Regions from separate parts of the Sparus aurata genome. Here region 2 is linked to region 1. Evidence: chromatin contacts called from public Hi-C data. All regions are on one chromosome and are shown on one strand. The core of a region is the stretch at or near the end of the contact, and the rest is flanking DNA. Distances in the headings are between cores, read along the strand shown.

What was found. A called contact is a pair of places that touch in the nucleus more often than the background predicts.
Region 2: a Hi-C map of an unstated tissue shows a contact between it and region 1, with 3 times the contacts expected there. The contact joins the promoter of psmg3 here to the promoter of mrm2 in region 1. A contact is called at or near these places in 2 of 2 Hi-C or Micro-C datasets (skeletal muscle and an unstated tissue).

What each region holds. Positions count from the first base shown.
Region 1 is chr23:22,860,008-22,863,440 of fSpaAur1.1, forward strand. mrm2 (mitochondrial rRNA methyltransferase 2) reads left to right here and starts at 1,485. Exons shown (of 2, transcript XM_030406591.1): 1 at 1,485-1,852; 2 at 3,066-3,433. The coding sequence starts at 1,540. It overlaps nudt1 (nudix (nucleoside diphosphate linked moiety X)-type motif 1), which reads right to left and starts at 702. Exons shown (of 4, transcript XM_030407156.1): 1 at 470-702; 2 at 214-374. The coding sequence starts at 365.
Region 2 is chr23:23,090,618-23,094,050 of fSpaAur1.1, forward strand. It overlaps psmg3 (proteasome (prosome, macropain) assembly chaperone 3), which reads left to right and starts at 1,675. Exons shown (of 3, transcript XM_030406498.1): 1 at 1,675-1,855; 2 at 2,749-2,977. The coding sequence starts at 2,759.

The sequences.
Region 1 (3,433 bases), core at 235-2,734:
AATAGAGGCTAATTTTGAAAAGTATTAAAATTCTGAATTTGAATTTCTCTAAAAACTACATGGTTGATGGAGAGCTTTGTTTGACATAATATTAAATTTAAAATTCCAGCTTTATTGCTTGTTTCCCTTCAGACTCTGTCAGATGTGTTGTGAACCACACACACCCCCTCAGGGCAGTGCAGCTTCACGGAGACAGCCAGGTGATGACTTTACCTCCGTGCACCTTCCTCAATTGTTTCCCCTTGTTGAACTTTGCCCCCGAAGCCGTTCCACTTCCCTGCCCCGAACCCTCTCTTCTTCATGCCGAGCAGCACTCTGCCGGGCCGGACCACCAGCACCAGGGTCAGCAGCTTGGGGCTAATCATGTCAGCGGCCTGACAGGAAGAGATGAGATACAACTTTACAAACACAATGTCAACACCGACCCGACCGAACTTTAGAAACACAGCACCGTGAGCGACTACCTCACCTGTTCAGCGTCTGCTCTGTTACTGTGCCTGCACGTGACCCGGTAAAAACCGCGAAAACGGATATTAAAAAAATAAACTGAGGGAAGTGATTAATAAGACACTTTGAAGGACTCCCGCGTGCAGCGCCACAGACGTGATCACATGACGCACTGACGTATGAGAGCCCGGATCGGTCTGACCAACATCAGCCCGGACAGAAGGGTCCCATCATGTGTTTGGAGGATCTTTTGACTGTGTTACCTTCAAATATGTTCGACTAGAAACTGCAGGCTTCATATATTTGGACTTTTCTTATTTTATAGTTATGACCTTGTAATGCATCATTTCACCTTTTCATAATATGATTTATTACGGGAATGTATTTTTTCTTTCACAGAAATGGAAACCCTCGACAACCACATCGTAACCATTTGTTCTATAATTAAACTGTACTTTATTTTATTCCCCCTCCTATAGAGGTATAGAGGCCTTATAGGTACACTGTGTAGTTTGGGGAAATAAGGTTCAAGGTTCAAGGTTCAAGAGTCTTTATTATCCCCTAGGGGCAATTTGTTTCACAGCAAGTAGCAAACATACAACAAACACATCCAAAAAGAAAAAAAACATTCAACATATGTCATAAGAATGATTTTCAATGACTTTTTAAATGTTATTCATTTATTTTATACCTAAACAAACTATAAACAAACTCTCTTCATTTTCATGACTGAATAAACTAAATAAACAACGTGACCTCAAAGGACAACACCATTTAATACTGTTTTGCTTCAGTGTTCTGGGGACTTTATTTTCCCTTGAGAACAGCTTGTTTATTCAGTTATGGAAAAGATGCATATTTCTGACTTTGTGTTTTTACTTCATTGATGTAATGATGTGATTAATGCATGAAAACAATTTCCATATATCTATATATATATTACAATGCGCAGGAACAAGCTTGACTTTCTGAGGTAGGAACTATTGTCAGTCTTCACAGTGAGGGGACATATACATGTGTTACGCACAGAGTTTGTCTTTGACCAATCGCGGGTTGTCGTTCCACGCAGGCGCAGTTGGCTGTACGCTACACATGACCTCTCTCTCAGTCAAAACAATGTGGTGGTCGCGCCTCCAGAGCAGGGGGCTCCACTCCTCGTGCTGTCTGATGAAGAAGTTAAGCAGTAAGACTCCCGCCGGGCAGCGCTGGGTGCTGCGGCAGCTCAGAGACCCGTACGTCAAGGCTGCTCACCAACAGAACTTCCGGTGCCGGAGCGCCTTCAAGCTGCTGGAGATGGACGACAAGTTCCGGCTCTTACAGCCCGGACACAGCGTGGTGGACTGCGGGGCTGCACCTGGAGCCTGGAGCCAGGTGGCGGTGCACAGGGTCAACTCTGCCGGGACAGGTGAGACAGGAAGAATATCAGGGGTGGACAAAATAACAGAGACCCCTGACAGAGCGCGAGACACAACCAATGCAGTATTGCTCTCTTTAAAATATGTATTTAAAAAAATCCCCCATGCAGTCACATGTAGATGAAGAAATAATACTGAAGAATCCATTTTAAAGTAAAAAAAATAAAATAAATAATAATAATCAAGTGATCAGTTTGTCCTTTTATTACTCACTGACAAAGATTATAAGCCAGTGATATTGTAGGTACGGGTATTTTGTTTGGAAACAACAATACAACCTCAGTCTAAAAGGTGGCATTGAGATTTACAATAGTATTTTATCAATGCCATCTCTAATGATATATACAGCAGTGAGTGTATTTGACCAAACTTATTTTTTTTAAAACAACTTTATTCAAACAGTGTTTCCTCTTATATCATCAGATACATACATACACAGACAGTGGCCCCTGTCAAATGGATTCAGATTCAATATTTTACATACAAAATTGTTACTCGGGCTGTGTGGGACATGTAGGGAAATAGTTTGGAGGGAAAGCTGCGGACTTGCAAATATCTAAAGAAATGCAATTTGGGAATTTCACCTTTAGTAAACATTCAAAAGACCAGAATGAATCATCGTCAGACAAGTCTTAAAAAAAAAAAAAAAAGTCTAGTCCGTTTCGATGCCAACCAGTGAAAGTAGAGTGGATATGTGAGGGTGTGAAGAGCTGTTTCGGAGACAGAGCTGATTAAACTTTTTAATTGCAGGGGACAACTCAGAAAGCCACATCGCTGTGCTGCAGTTTTAAATAATGACATGTCAAAGTTGTATTAATGTTGCTTAGTAACGTAGGTGTATGTGCAGAGTGTTAATGTGATGGATTATCAAGGCCTCTGAACTTCTTTACAAACTGTTTTTCATACTAATTAGCGCTACAACGACTGGTCGATTCATCAATTGGTGAATGAGTTAGCTATGAGCTATTTTCCAGCCAACCTTGAACTTTTTTCCCAGGATTTATTTATTTGTTTAGAAGGGGAAAGAAGAAAAAGTTAACAGACTATCAAGTCGTACAACGGGACCCCATTGTGCTCATATTTGTGTGTTAATACCTGCAATTCATCACCTGTGGATTTGGGTCATATACCCATATTGCTATGTAAGTAACATGTCCACTGAAAAATCTCCTTATTGATTACGAAATGTTTCCTGCATCCTAGATCCAGAGGTGCCGTGCGGCACAGTTGTTGGCATTGATCTGCTGCACATACCACCTCTGGACGGTGCCCACTTCCTGTCCTGTCATGACGTCACTGATCCTACCACGCAAGCCAAGCTGCTGGAGCTGCTCCCAGACGGCCAGGCTCACGTCATCCTGAGCGACATGGCGCCAAATGCCAGCGGTTTCCGAGAGATGGACCACGAGAGACTCATCACAATGTGTTTGTCTTTGGTGGACTTGGCTGCGAAGATTTTACGGCCGCGGGGCTCTCTGCTCTGTAAATACTGGGACGGGATCCTCGCTCATAAACTCCAGGAGAAACTCTCAAGTGTATTCGGCAGTGTTCAGACTTTAAAGCCAAACTCC
Region 2 (3,433 bases), core at 425-2,924, 230 kb after region 1:
CTACATTATAAGCAATGGTGAGATATTGTATATTGATATTTGCATTACAGTTTTGTTTAGATCAAGATGATCAGTCAAGGACACAGATGGTCAGCCAGGGAGTGTAGGGAGCGGTCCAACCAATTTCATACCTACTGCTGCCTACTCAGAGTGCATAACAATTCCGCTGAGCCCGCTCTATTTGACATTGTGGATGTGTCATGTTCATAGGGATGGCTCCTTTTGGATCAGCCTGATGCAGCACTTGCAGACTTCAGTGGAGCCTCACATCCACCTGAAAAAAAAATGTCATGCAAGCACTTTTGTTAACAGTGAGAATACTTGAATTTGCTCACCTCTCCTGCAGCTTGAAAAGCCAGATGGACTGCTGTAGATGGCCAATCACTAGCCAAAGTCCATGTCCTACAAAACTGTCCTTGTACAGCTTATGTGAATGTGGCTCTAACACGAGGCTCTGAAAGCAGTTTTTCAGTTTGTTTTCATTGCACTTGCTAAAAATTTAACAATTCATGGACTTCTTAAACTCCGTTCCCCTCTGCCAGTCACCAGCAGTCAAAAAAACCTCCTGTGGCCGCTATTCATTGTTTTTCCCTTGTGCCGTGGCATAGAAACAAAAAAGTAGTTTATCTGAGTTTATCTGCCACTAAAATTAAAGCTCCATTTACACTTAATTAAAAACCTCTTGCTTCTGTGGCTTCTTGCTTTGGAAGAGTTGTTTCTTTTACTTAATATTGATTGAAATGTAGCAGGGCAGAAGATCGGCTTATTTTCAAACTCAAAGAAATTCACTCGTGGTGATACTGGAAAGTTTATTCTAATCATCCTCGGTTCATCAGAGTCATTTGGGGAAAGTGACTATGCAGATTAAGTACAAACATGCTCTGTGAACAATGCTGGAACCTTGAACACTATTTATGAGAAAAACAAAGAGAAAGATGCTTGAATGTGCCCTTCAAGTCTCCGGTAGGCTTAAAGTAAAAACAGAAAATTCAGCTACACTTACTGTAAATTTGTGGTGAAATGTAAGGAGGTTTATTTGGAGGACAAAGTCAAGGACAAATGAACTTTATAGGATTATTTCACTTTTTTTGTTCAGCTGAAACCGTGAAAGACCCTCATGACATGTTTTTTCTGAGACACTATTTACACACTTTGCTGCAGGTTCCCCATGGACAGAAACATTTTCAGCATTTTCAAACCCATTCAAATTTAAATGGTAACAATTGTTGCAATTATTTCAGGAGTATCAAGTAACAAGAGGACATTATATGTCTAACATTTATTTATTTTCATTACAATTTAAGGGGAAGGGATAAAAAACACTCAATTTTATTGAGCATTTTCATTTATTTCGCTTTCTGTTTTTCAATTTCATCCAATTAGACATTACAAAAAGGCATCATGAGTGACTAAATTACACAAATGGATACCCACATCACAAAGGCTATATCAAATATGAAATGAAATAAAATCAAATCCAAAAGAAGTCATATGTAACTTTATTTAATTTAGTAACATGTATATGGAGCTGTAAGAGTAAGTTTGCCAATACTGACATGTAAAACCACAAATGTCTTGCTTCAGCCTTTAATTCGGAAACAATCATGGGTGTGTTGAGGATAAAAAGTGATTCAGTCTTGTGTTGACTTGTAAAGAAACACACCACAGAACCAAACCCGGAAGTCAGACGTCACTACACTGACGTCATCGCGCAAAGAGAGCTGCGCAGACGCTCAGCTCCGGTGCAGCACGCTTGTTTGTGGTGGAGGCTGAATGACAGAGCGACTGCAAAGTTGCTGTAAGGAGAGTCTCGGTGCAAAAGAAGGTTTACACTGCTCCAGGACAAAGAAGCAGGGTGAGCAAGGCTTTTTATTCTACACAGACGCTTATTAATCTGATAATTGTTACGTCAACGGTGAATATTACAGCTGGAGCTAACAGTAGCTGTTTAGCTAACGTTAGCCTCTCAGCCTGGCAGTACTTCCCCCGTAGTCGAGCATCATCTGTCTGGAGCTTTACTTTCAATATCCAACCGGAAAGTAACACAATAATAACGTTAAGTCTTGGGATATGGACTTTAAGACACAGCTCTGAAAGACTTCTGGCGTTCGCTATCTTTACTTGGCAGCTAACTACGTGCTGTATCAAAATATAGCCAACTTTTTAATCGTGACAAATAAAGATTACATCCACGTATGTTTGCAGATAAACAGGGTATTACGTGTTTAATCTTTTTTGTAGCAACGATTATGTCTTATGTGAAAGATGCAACACAACACTGTCTCAAAATAAGACAGCTGCAGGGGTTGTTCATTTGCTTATTACTTATGTAACTTAAGCACGAATCAAACTCATTTACAATGTCATTAATTCCAGTTAGCAAGCGAAAACAAATATTTCAGTGGTCTATATTATTTTGTCAAATGTTTACAAAGAGAATGATAATCAATCAGTTGTTTGACAGTAAATTATTTGAAAACTGCCTTGTGAATATATTGTGTATTTCAGTTATTTAACAAAAAAAAAGCCAAATATTTTATTTTCCCAATAAATGGTTGTGCTTTTCTTTGTCATATATGCTAGTAATTGGCTTTGATAGGAAATAATTGGGCTTTAGTTGTGGAAATTACATTTTACACAATTATTTGTCGCATTAACCCAAATAATACGAATAATCAAAAATGAAAGTGCGCTGCAGCTCTGTAAGTAATCCTCATGTTCCATCTCCTGTTTCTTTTTCTTCCCCAGGATTTGCAAAATGTCTTCTCCTGAGCCTGTTATCAGATCGAGACAGACAGAGAAAGAAGTCAATGGGATTTCAACACAAGTCGTCTGCACAGAGTTCAGCAATTACATATTCGTGGTCCTCAGTCAGTACGGCAAAATTGGGACATTGATATCTGTCACGCCTGACTCCAGATCTAATGATATCAGCACCCCAACGTTCTCCACCAAAGTACTGCTGGGCAAAGACGAGGTACGCTGGATGATATTCTTTAAATAAATATTGTTTACTGGTTCACAGGACATCACACACACTTTGTTGCAACTCAGGGTAACTAATTTCATGGTGTGAAAAGGCAGATGAGATTGTGTAAAATGAAACCAATTCCAGCTGTCTATTAGCATGCCATTTTTCTAACTGCCATACAGTCTCGTAAACAGAGATATTGATCATATTAATGTTTGTTTTTTCACTCTTCTGGTCACATTCAAAAAGAAAATACTTCTTCTGTGTGTGCAGCGGTATAGCACCATTAAACAGACTGGATGATGGACTATGATTGAATACAGTTATGTAATGTAATTAAGCATTATGACAACAGCCGAGTCTTCATCTCTGTTATTGTCAAGTTTACTGGATTACACAGCAGCCACATAACCTGCTCGAACCACATCAGGGGTTTCATTAAAATAGAATCAAGTCATATTG